2 separate regions of the Mus musculus genome follow, and region 2 is linked to region 1. The links are chromatin contacts, called in public HiChIP or PLAC-seq maps. All regions are on one chromosome and are shown on one strand. The core of a region is the stretch at or near the end of the contact, and the rest is flanking DNA. Distances in the headings are between cores, read along the strand shown.

Evidence for each region. HiChIP or PLAC-seq counts read pairs in DNA pulled down with a chosen protein or histone mark.
Region 2: a contact with region 1 is called in an H3K27ac HiChIP or PLAC-seq map of microglia, with 8 times the contacts expected there. The contact joins the promoter of Gpkow here to the enhancer-like site in region 1. A contact is called at or near these places in 6 of 39 promoter capture datasets (the 3T3-L1 cell line, hippocampal neurons, liver and 2 more) and 1 of 115 datasets of contacts at active chromatin or transcription factors (microglia).

The regions. Positions count from the first base shown.
Region 1 is chrX:7,201,979-7,207,982 of GRCm38.p6, forward strand. All of the region lies in intron 3 of Clcn5 (chloride channel, voltage-sensitive 5), which reads right to left. Among named protein-coding and RNA genes, the nearest start is that of Mir500, 33 kb to the right of the region's middle. Within about 2 kb of position 2,288, at least 10 of the 459 cell types and tissues checked have an H3K27ac peak or open chromatin away from gene starts, as enhancers often do. A contact at or near this core is called in microglia, where this site is marked.
Region 2 is chrX:7,694,906-7,700,909 of GRCm38.p6, forward strand. Gpkow (G patch domain and KOW motifs) reads left to right here and starts at 2,229. Exons shown (of 11, transcript NM_173747.3): 1 at 2,229-2,490; 2 at 3,588-3,748; 3 at 3,851-3,975. The coding sequence starts at 2,321.

The sequences.
Region 1 (6,004 bases), core at 1,038-3,537:
AAAGAAAACATAAAACAAACAAACAAACAAAAAATCCTGGCATGAAACATCCAAGAAATCTGGGACACTATGAAAAGACCAAAACTAAGAACAATAGGAATACAGGAAGAAAAATCCCAGGTCAAAGAAAATATTTTCAAAACACACACACAGAGAGAAAGGGAGAGAGACAAGGAGAGAGAGAGAGAGAGAGAGAGAGAGAGAGAGAGAGAGAGAGAACAACAAAATAACAGGCATCAATGGTTATTGGTCACTGATCTCTCTCAATATCAGTACTCTCAATTCTCCCAATAAAAAAACAAAGACTAAAACCACACCACAATATCAAGGACAGACATCACCTTAGGGTTAAAATTAATGGGAAAAAAAAAGGACAGTCTAAGCAAAGGGACCTAAGAAGCAAGCTGGTGTAGCCATTTTAGTATCCAGCAAAACAGACCCAAAACTAATCAGAAGATATAGTTTCCTAGGACACTAATTCCTACCAATGGAAAAATCTACCAGGAGGATTCTGTAGTTCTTCACATCTATGCCACAAATGCAAGGGCACCCAAGTTCTTGGAAGAAACACTTCTCCAGCTTAAATCACATACTGGCCCTCACATACTGAAGGTGGAAGGCTTTAATACTCCACTCTCACCAACAGCAGATCATCCAGACAAAACCTAAACAGATAATTGTTGGAGATAAGTGATGTGGTAAGCCAAATGGGCCTAAAGGATATTTACAGAATAGTTTGCCCAAACTCAAAGAGTATAGCATCTTCTCAGCACCTTTTGAAAATGTATCCCAAACTGACCACATGCTGAGGCACAAAGCAAGTCCCAATAGCTACAAGAAAACTGAAATAATACCGTGCATCTTATCTGAACACCATGGATTAAAGCTGGATATCAACAAGAGAAAGCTTATAAACTCATGAAAACTGAGTGACTCTAGTGAGTGAGAAATGGGTCAAAACAGAAAGGAAGAGAGAGTTTCTGGAACCGAATGAAAAGGAACAGACAACAAAGCCCAACTTGTGAGAGCAGCCACAGTGAAAGCAGTGCGAGCTACGAGGAAAGTTCACAGCACTGAGTGCCTGCATTAGAACCTGGAGATATCAAATACCAGCGAAGGAACAGCACACCTGAAAGCTCTAGAACTGAAAGACATAAGTACACCCAAAATGCCTAAACAGCATAAAACAATCAAACTCAGGGCTGAAATCAATAAAACAAACCAACCAAGTACCAAGAAGACACTGAAACAGAGAGTTGGTTATTTGAGAAAATAAATAAGATTGACAAACCCTTATCAAAATGAACTAGAAGGCAGAAAGAGAAGATCCAAATGAACAAAATTAGAAATGAAAAGGGGGACATAACGACAGGGACCAATGCAATACAATCATTACATCATACATTGGTAATCAACCGAAATCTGATTTGACATAAGACCTACCCTACAAGATACAAACCATACTGACACTATTTGGGTGAGCAAGAACCTGAGACTAGATAGCCTAGGTGTGTAGGGTAAAGTCAAATACTACTGGTTAAACAAATATGACATAGCGATGACTCCTAATGACATTCTGTTATACTCATAGATCTGTGCCCTTTTCAGCCATCATCAGAGAAGCTTCCTCCTGCAGCAGATGGGAACAAACACAGAGACCCACAGCCAGACATTACACAGAGAGTGGGAGACCTTAGAACACTCCTCCTAGATGGGATGTCTCCATCCAATCCATCCCCCTCAGAGCTCAGAGTACCCACAGAAGAGGAAGTAGAAAGAGTATAAGAGCCAGAGGGAATGGAGGACACTGGGAGCACAAGGGCCTGTAAAGCAACATGCTCAAATCCCATATGAACTCACAGACTACGTAGCTCTCACAGGGTCTGCACCAGATCCCTTGTGTATATTATGGCTTCCAGTATAGTGTTTTTATGCGACTCCTGAGTGTGTGAATGAGTGTGTGAATGAGTGTGTGAATGAGTGAGTGGGCCATGATTTCTTAGGCCTTCTCTTGGGTTCTTTTCTCCTTTTTTTGTTTATTTGTTTTGTCCAATTTTAATGTGTTAGCTTTTGTTTTATCTCATTATATTTTATTGTATTCTTTTTTTTAAAATGACAGAACTGTAAGTGGGTCTGTATGGCATTTTCTGAACTAGTTATTAGTGATCCATAGGAGGAGGAAGATCCAGCCCATTGTGGGTGGTGCCACCGCTGGGACACGGGTCCTGGGTTCATTATAAGAAAGCAGACTGAGCAAGCTGAGTAAGCCTGTACTCAATGGAGTCTGCACCAGCTCCTTCCTCCAGATTCCTTCCCTATTTGAGTTCCTGCCCGAGCTGTTTTTGATGATAAACTGTTATACGGAAGTGTGACTGAAATAAACCCTTCCCTTTCCCCCTCCGCTTTCCTCCTCCCCCCACCCCCAAAGAAAAGGAAACTGCACTCAGATATTTACAGCACCTTTTTTACAACTGCAAAAAATAAAAACCTAGAAGCAATCAAGATATTCCTCAGTAAGTGAATGAATTTTTAAAAAGTGATATATCTAGACAATGGACTGTCATCCATTAAAAGAAATGGATTAGCTATCAACTCACATAAAGACTTTAAGGAATCTTCGAAAACCATTTCTTTATGTTGTGTGTATGTACATTTGTGTACACATGTAAATGTCAGAGAAAAACCTCACTCAGTTCTCTCCCTCTAGCACCTGTGACCTACAGATGGAGCTCAAGGCTTCAAGCTTGGGCACACACACCCTTATGCACCGAGATATCTCACCCTTCTGATGACTCCTTTTGCCTTTTTGATACAGGGTCTTGTTATGTAGCCCAGGTTGGCCTTGATCCTCATGACTTAACCAAGGTAAGCAACAAAAGAAAGTAGGAATAGACTAGAACCTGAAGTATAGAGCAATACAAATGATGGAATAAATAAATGGCTGGGAGAGCAGACAAAGCTCCCCTGGACAGTCTCAAGGCCTGGGCTTCCCACTCCTTTCTGAGGAGTTCAGTGTAGAAAGGAAGGAAAACTCAGTCAGGCGATCAAAGTTACCATCAACAACAGTATGTCATGTTGGTGGGTCACTTAATCTCTGCGGTCTTCATCTCCCAAAGCCCCAATCGAAGCCTACTCAGGAGAAAATGTAGGGTAAATTTCAAAAGGAGGGGCACTTTGTAAAATACCTGACTACTGTTCAAAATTGTTAAGGTCACTGAAAACAGGAAAAACCCAAGGATGTGTCACAACTACATGGGGCCTAAGATGACAAAACTGTGTCTCTGTGAAAGTGATAATGTGGCTGAGCTGTGAGGTAACACCAAGTAAATCTGAGTTTAATATAAACTTTAATAAACATAAAGAGATAGATAAGGGCTGGTGAGATGGCTCAGTGGGTAAGAGCACCCGACTGCTCTTCTAAAGATCTAGAGTTCAAATCCCAGCAACCACATGGTGGCTCACAACCATCCGTAACGAAATCTGACTCCCTCTTCTGGGGTGTCTGAAGACAGCTACAGTGTACTTACATATAATGAATAAATAAATTAAAAAAAAAGGTGTTGATCATCATGCCCAGCTTTAAAAAAGAAAAAAAAGAGATAGATAAAACACTAACGGATACGGAGTGTGGAATCTCCCCATTTTCCTATGAAGTAAAGTACAGGCAGATTTAAGCCTGTGGATATCATCACATGCATAATGAAGGCCTGGCCTAGTAGCTTATACATATAACCTACAACCTAGGCAAAGGGATGCGCAGGGTTTGAGGGCAACCTATACCATATAGTATGTACCAGCCTGACCTCGGCTTCAAAGTCAGACCCTGTATCACAACCACCAACCCCAAAACAACAACAAAGCCAAAAAGATTTACTGTTTAAGGCTCATGTGGTTTCTGTCCCTATGGTTCTTTTGACTCAGGCCTCACCACCCATTTTCCTAGAACATCTGTTTAAGAGAGTTGCACACATTTGGCCAGGTCACATAGTTGGAGGAGAAGCCTGTTGCTTTTTCAGACAATCTTTGCATGAAGCACAGGCTAGCTAGTCTAGAACCCACTATTCTCATCTTCCCTGAGTGCTTGGATTTCAGGTCAGGACTCTGAGGTGATGAAGATGGGTTTCATCAGGAGCTAGAGTCCAAGGTTTGTTGTGTTTCTCCTTGAAGAGAAACCATGAGTTCTTTACAGTTTGGAAAAACAAAGAAAACTGCTTCGTAGTCTCCTTAGTGGATTTGAAGTCCTGTGAAGCTTTTTGTTCTATCACCTATGTTCAATCTCTGCTCTGACATAGTAGGAAGTTTCAGAGACTCAGTAGCTGGTAAGAGAGAACTCTAGAACCAGCATTGGCCTTGAAGGTACCCCGATTTTCTTCTACTTTACCCCAGTACTGTCGTTCCTTTTAATGTCTCTTCTACAATTTCTCCAGAATCCACTATCCTGTCCTCTTGGTTTTTCTTGCCTTCATTCAGGCCTCTTGATCTTTTGCCTAGAATTGTTTGTTTGTTTGTTTGTTTGTTTGTTTTTCGACACAGGGTTTCTCTGTGTAGTCCTGGCTGTCCTGGAACTCACTTTGTAGACCAGGCTGGCCTCGAATTCAGAAATCTGCCTGCCTCCTCCTCCCGAGTGCTGAGCTTAAAGGTGTGTGCCACCACGCCTGGCTCTTTTGCCTAGAATTTAAGTAGTAAAAATTTCACCATCCCCAGAGTTGCCCTCAATTTGCCCTCTGCACTGTCAATTTTCCATGACTCAAATCTGATCATATCACTCTTCTGCTTTTAAATCATTTGTTGATGCTTTGGCTACAAGGTAAGAACCCCGAGTGTACACAAAGTTATGCCATCTAGACTTCTAGCTAGATAGCCTTCCTTATACCCACTGTGCCCCCTGCTGCTCTAAGTGGCACCATCTACCCACACAACTCACCCTGGAAGGCTTGGACCTCCAAAAGACAGGTTCCATTTCTGTAATGCAGTAGCAATATGAGACTGCCCAGTGCTAACCTCTTGTATGGATGAGTGCTCCATACATACTGATGGATGGATGGATAGATGGATGGATGAATGGGGAAGAAAGAAAGAAAGAAAGAAAGAAAGAAAGAAAGAAAGAAAGAAAGAAAGAAAGAAAGAAAGAAAGAAAGAAAGGAAGGAAGGAAGGAAGGAAGGAAGGAAGGAAGGAAGGATGAATGAATGTACTGTCAGCCTTGCCCAGGTAAGGGAGAACATATGGAAGACAAGCACAGCTCCAAATGTTTTCCTGTAACTCAGACTCCTCTTCCATTCCCCTCACCCTGAGTGGGTTTTTTTTCTAATTTATAGACTATCTCGGATGAGTTTAGCATTGGCATGCATAACTGATTTATTCATTCTTCATAAGTCAATTCCTACATAGCCATCTGGAAAACTATCTGGCATTTTCTGCATAATTTCACCACGTTTCAGTAACTGTCTGGCCTTTTTTTTTCCTATTAAAGGTTTCTTTACTAGGAAATCCTGTAAGACATTAAATAAGGAAAGAAGACCTTGAAAGCAAAGCAAGAGAAATGCATCCCAACAGAATATAAGGTAAGTGAGCTAATTTTTGCATGTGTCTCATAAAAAGAAGCCTCTTTACTTTGTGGACAGATCTGAATGAACTGTAAGCAGTAACGCTTCTAAGAATCTACTGAAAAGTGGTGGAGGACTACTTATTTAAAAACATTGTGAAGTGGATGCTCACAGTCAACTATTGGATGGATCACAGGGCCCCCAATGGAGGAGCTAGAGAAAGTACCCAAGGAGCTTGGGAGATCTGCAACCCTATAGGTGCAACATTATGAACTAACCAGTACCCCCGGAGCTCTTGACTCTAGCTGCATATGTATCAAAAGATGGCCTAGTCGGCCATCACTGGAAAGAGATGCCCATTGGACATGCAAACTTTATATGCCCCAGTACAGGGGAACGCCAGGGCCAAAAAATGGGAATGGGTGGGTAGGGGAGTGGGGGGAGGAGGGTGTGGGGGACT
Region 2 (6,004 bases), core at 979-3,478, 490 kb after region 1:
AAGGGAGGAGAAGGAATACGTCTGGTGGATGTGCAGTCAGGTGTGGGGGAAGGGGGTGCCTCTGCGGGTCCATGCTGAAGCAATCCTTCGCCATGAGGGACCAGCCACAGACAGTATAGTGTAGAATAGAGTTTATTCAGGGCATGGGGAGGGGAGTTGAGAGGGGAGAGAGAGAGAGAGAGAGAGAGAGAGAGAGAGAGAGAGAGAGAGAGAGAGAGAGAGAGAGGAGTAGAGGCTGGCCATGAGCACGTGGAGAGAGAAGGTGGAGGGGAATGAGGAGAGAGAGAATATGGAGTAAGAGAGAGAGGAGGGGCAAGTAGCCCCTTTTATAGCTCAGTCAGGCACACCTGGCTATTGCCAAGTAACTATGGGGCAGAGCTTAGACTAAATGCCAACAGCTGTTGTACTCCTGAACTCACATGCACAAAACAACTTATCAACCCATCATGGATGGGGGAAGAGCACATTAGGCCCCATCCTCCCTTGGGAACTATAGGCAGTTAATGGTTGGTAGGTGTTACATTCCTCAGTGATGTGGCTGCCATAAACTGCCCTTGCTCAAGTAAGCAGCTCATATAAACAACCCTAGTTAAACACAGTATGGTGATGAAGGTACCTAAAGAGCTTAGCCACACTGAGAGTTTGTGGTCTGAAAAAATCTTTTTCCTATAGCTTTATGGATTTATTTAATTATTTATTTATTATATGTAAGTACTGTCTTCAGACACACCAGAAGAGGTCATCAGATCTCATTACAGATGGTTGTGAGCCACCATGTGGTTGCTGGGATTTGAACTCAGGACCTTCAGAAGAGCAGTCAGTGCTTTTAACTGCTGAGCCATCTCTCCAGCACTATGGATATTTTTCTATTGCATTCTCTACGTATATTAGTCAAGGTTTTATTGCTTCAATGAAACACCATAACCAAAAAGCAAGTTGGGGAGGAAAAGGTTTTATTTGGCTTACACTTTCACATCACTGTTCATCATTGAAGGACAAGAACTCAAACACGGCAGGAACCTGGATGGGTACTGCTTACTGGCTTGCTCCCTGTGGCATGCTCAACCTGCTTTGTTACAGCACCCAGGACCACCAGCCCAGGGATAACACCACCCAAATGGGCTAGGCCCTCCTCTATTAATCACTAATTGAGAAAATGCCCTATAGCTGGATTTTATAGAAGCATTTCCTCGGGGCTGGCAAGATGGTTCAGTGGTTAAAAGCATTGACTACTCTTCCAAATGGGTCCTGAGTTCAAATCCCAGGAACCACATGGTGGCTCACAACCATCTATAATGAAATCTGACTCCCTCTTCTGGAGTGTCTGAAAACAGCTACAGATAATAATAGATAAATAAATCTTTTTTTAAAAAAAAGCATTTCCTCAACTGAGACTCCTTCCTCTCTGACTACTCCAGCTTGTCTCAAGTTGACACACAAAACCAGCCACTGCACAGTTATTCACTTTACATATAATTAGATAAAATTTGTTTTCATATTTTATTCATTTGTTCATGTTTACATGTATATGTGTTCATGCATAGCATGGCACTTGTGGTGCCGTCAGAGGCAACTAGTGGCTAACTCTATCTTTTTACTATGTAGGATCTTCAAGAACTCAGGTCTTCAGCTTTTGTAGCAGACACTATTACCCATTAAGTCATCTTGTGTAAATGAAACTTTTTTTTTTGGGGGGGGGGGTTCGAGACAAGGTCTCTCTGTGTACCCCTGGCTGTCCTGAACGCCTGCCTCTGCCTCCCAAGTGCTGGGATTAAAGGTGTGCGCCACCACTGCCCGGCAGTAAATGTAACTTTTATTTGCCTGATGTAATTGTTGTCTCCATGGTTTACTGCTTTCATCTGCTAAAGTAGACCTAGCCCTGGAAGCCTCCAGCCTCTATCAGTAAGGTTCACATTGTGGAAGCACATTATGAGTTTTATTTATTTTGTTTTGTGTATATAAACATTTTGCCTGAATTTATGTTCGTGCATCACATGCGTGCATGGTGCCTGAGGATGTCGGGAAAGGGTATAGGATACTCTAGAACTGAATTCATAGCGGTTGAATACCGAGGAATAACCTAATCAATCTTCCACAGCGGCTATACCACTGAGAACTACATTTCCCAGGATGCCGTATGGCACGTTCCTATGACGTTTCAAAGAGTTTCTGCGCCCTGATTCCTGTTTCCCACGGCTACAAGGCACTTGTCTTTGAGGCGTTGCATGCTGGGATTGATTCTTACGTTTCCCGGCCAGCCCCTCACGGCTCGAGCTAAACTTCCCAGCAAGCGGAGCGCTCGCCTGTGACTCGAGCGAAGATGGCGGGCCGTGAGAGTCCGCCGCCGTCTGCCCCGTCAATGGCTCCAATTTCTTTCGGGTTCACTCGCACGTCTGTCCGGAGGCGACTGGCAGACCTCGGAGATAGCGAAAGACAGGCCCCAGAGGAGAAAGATTTCTTGGCGACCGTGGAAGGGAGGAAGCTGCAGAGGTGAAACGCCGGGTCTTTCGCGTTTTGGAAATCTGTGAAATGGGCTTAAGCAGGAGGGCAGAGTAAGAGTTGTTTGTCCTGGTGACAGTGGCCTGGAAAGCCTGAAACACTGCCTCGGGAAATTTATGGAGGTAACCAGGAGTGGCGGCAAACGCCTATAAGTCAGGACCTGGGAGGCTGGCGCAGGAGGATCAGGAATTGAACGCTAGCCTGGGCAACTAAAAAACAAACAGGAAGAACATAAGAATGTAAGGGCAAGAAGAGGGAGGTTTGTTAGGTGGGTGAAATGGGGCCTGAGAACCAGAGGTATAGATTCCTCAGAAAAAATGTCGTTGGGACTTGAGTATGTGTGCCTTTTGAGAAAGGGAAAGGAGGGAAAAATGACAGGATTCTTCCTGTCTCAGCTGAAATTGTGGGAGCTTCTCCGATTTGGAGAACTAGGCAAATTCAAGTCTGGGGAGGCCATCAGCAGTATAATTAAGTAAGAAACAAAGGTCCGAAAGGCCTAAGTGGGGGACTTGTAAAAGGCAGCTTGCCGGCCCGGAACCGGGAAGAATCTGGACTAAAGATGGTGATTTTTAGGCCATTGTGGTTGAAGGCCTAAGGCTGATTCCCACAAGACATACTTAAAGAGATCCATGGTTGTAATTCCAGCACTAGGGGATTGCACCAGGCTGACTGAGAGTTTATAAGACCAGCCTGAGCTAAATCGTGAGATGTCTCAAAAAAAAAAAAAAAAAAAAAAAAACGAGTGGACCTGTGAATAGTAACCTGTGAACATGGTCCATAGGACTGGGCATTGATCTTTCTTTCTTTCTTTCTGGCCATTGAAATTGATTTTCTTTGTTTCCTAACCTCCTTTCTATCTTGATATTTATACTTTCTTTCTTTGGAGGGGGCGTCAAGACAGGGTTCCTCTGCATCCTGGCTGTCCTGGAACTCACCCTGTAGATCGGGCAGGCCTTGAACTCAGAGATCCTCCTGCTTCTGCCTCCTGAGTGCTGCTGGAATTAAAGTCATGCGTCACCACTGCCGGCCTGATATTTCTGCTTTGTGACATGTCTACTTTCCCAACCTTTTTTCTCTCCCGACATAAGTGTGAACCCTCCAGAAGCCCCCAAGGAGCTGGTTATCCCGTTGATCCAGAATGGCTCTCGCAGGCAACCTCTGTCCAAGAACCCTAAGCCATCCTCAGAAACTAGCACCGTGTTGATGTCAGACGGTGTGTTGTCCCAGGCTGTGAAGGAACTCATTGAGGGTGAGTGGACCCTGTCTCTTTGCTCTGCCCCAGTGCAGATAGAAGGGGAAGATGTTGGAAGGATAGGCTGTGGCCTCATTGATCCCTCCCATTCTTCCTTAGAATCCAAGAAGTCTCTGGAGGAGAGGGAGAATGCAGGTGTTGACCCCACGCTCACTATCCCCATGATCCAGAAAGGATGTACTCCCATTGAGGAAGGATCAGACAGCGAACCTCAGGCTGAGACAGTGAGCGGCCCCTCTACCTCCCTCCTACACTGTTCCCTCTGCCCTGGCTGCCTAGCCTCCTTGCACATAGCCGGAAAAGTGTGTGTGCGTGTCCCTAAGCCCTGCCAATTAGCCTTTCCTCCTTCCATTCTTATTAGAAAAATTAACAAAATAGATAGGGCATTTTAAAAACGTACTTGAATTCTGGGATGATGTGAATGAGGTGGACAACAAAGTAGACAGGACGTACAGGTGCCATGAGGCTGTGCATTGTTTGGAGCCGCATTGGCCTGTTTCCTCTTTCCTTCTTTCTTTGGTCTGATTTCAGACTGCATGTTTGAGGAGCACTGAGAAAGCCTACTACTGGATTGCAGTGAATGATGAGGGGTTGGGCAGTGGATGAAGGCAGAGGGGGGCAGGACAGAAAGGGCATTCTGAGCTCCAGAGGGCTCCTGTCTTTTACTGTGAGTGAAGTGAGAGCTAAGGGGATGTCTTGAGCAGACAAGGGTTATAACAGGGTCCCCATTGTCTGTCCTGACCAAAAATGACTAGGAAGTGAAGGTAGGGAAGGAAGAAAGGAACCTAATGCAGGATAGAGGTCACAAGGACACACACATTCATAGGAGTGGCTGGAGTGAGGGCTGGAAGGACAGTTAGGGTTTAGTGAGAGAAGAATGATCAGAGTGGGCACTTTTTAGTTTTTTGAGACAGGGTTTCTCTGTATAGCCATGGCTGTCCTGGAACTCACTTTGTAGACCAGGCTGGCCTCGAACTCAGAAATCGCCTGCCTCTGCCTCCCGAGTGCTGGGATTAAAGGCGTGCTCTACCACGCCCAGCTCAGAGTGGGCACTCTTAATGGCAGCAACAGCCCAAGAAAGCAACACTTATGGGTCAATCTGAGCCAACTTGCAGTGTGCTGTATCATTGGAAAGGAATGAAGAAATGACAGCAAAAGAGATGGAAAGTGTGTTTGTGGAAGTCAAGTTTTGAGTTCAGCTTCTTAGCTTTTTAGCTTTTTTTTTTCCTTTTGACACAGGGTTTCTCTGTATAACAGAGATCCTCTGGCCATCCTGAATTCACTTATGTAGACCAGGCTGACCTCAAACTCACAGAGATCCACCTCCCTCTACCTTCTGAGTGCTAGGATTAAAGATATGTGTCATCACGCCTGGCTAGTATTTTAGCTTTTATTCAGACAATTTTTGTGATACATCCTCTCTTTCAGCTGAGCTGGTCTTAGCCTTCTCGTGTGCTTTACTTTCTTCTTTTTGAGACAGTCTCATGTTGTCTAAGCTGGCCTTGAATTCACTCTGTTGATAAAAATGACCTTGAACTTCATGCTTACAACTATAATCAGGCTTTGGTCTGCCCTACTTTTTTGGAAACAGGGTCTTGCTGTATTCCTGACTGTTCTGAATGTCTATGTAGATTAGGCTGGCCTCAAACTCAGAGATCTGCCTGCCTCTGCCTCCCAAGTGCTGGAACTAAAGGTGTGCAAACTACGTCCCACTTTGCCTTCCTTAAGAAAACAAAACTTTTTTTTTCTTTTTACTTTTCATGCTTTGATTGGAATTCAGGACCTTCCCTGTGCTAAAATGCCTGTTATTGAGCTATACTTTTTTTTTTGGTTTTTCGAGACAGGGTTTCTCTGTATAGCCCTGGTTGTCCTGGAATGAGCTGTGCTTCTTGCCCATACTTCATTCTATCCTGTTCTGGCCTTGACCTCATCTCTCTAATTTCCCCATCTCCAAGCCTCCATACCATCTACATCTCAGATGACCACAATTCTAGCCATCCGTCCTCTCAGCTTAAAATCCTTGGAGCCAATCCTTGACTTCCCTTTTTATTTCATATTCTACACGTAGCCTATCAGCCCAACCTCATCATCTCCACTTCAGTAGATCCAGAAGCCAATAGCTTCTTAGTCATCCACATTACTAGCATCCTGGGCAGAGGCAGCATCTGGACTAAGTTTCTCATGGGTCTTTCTTGGGGCTCCCATGTGACTCTTGGTCCCATGACGTTTCCAGTTCTCCTCATTAATTCCTTA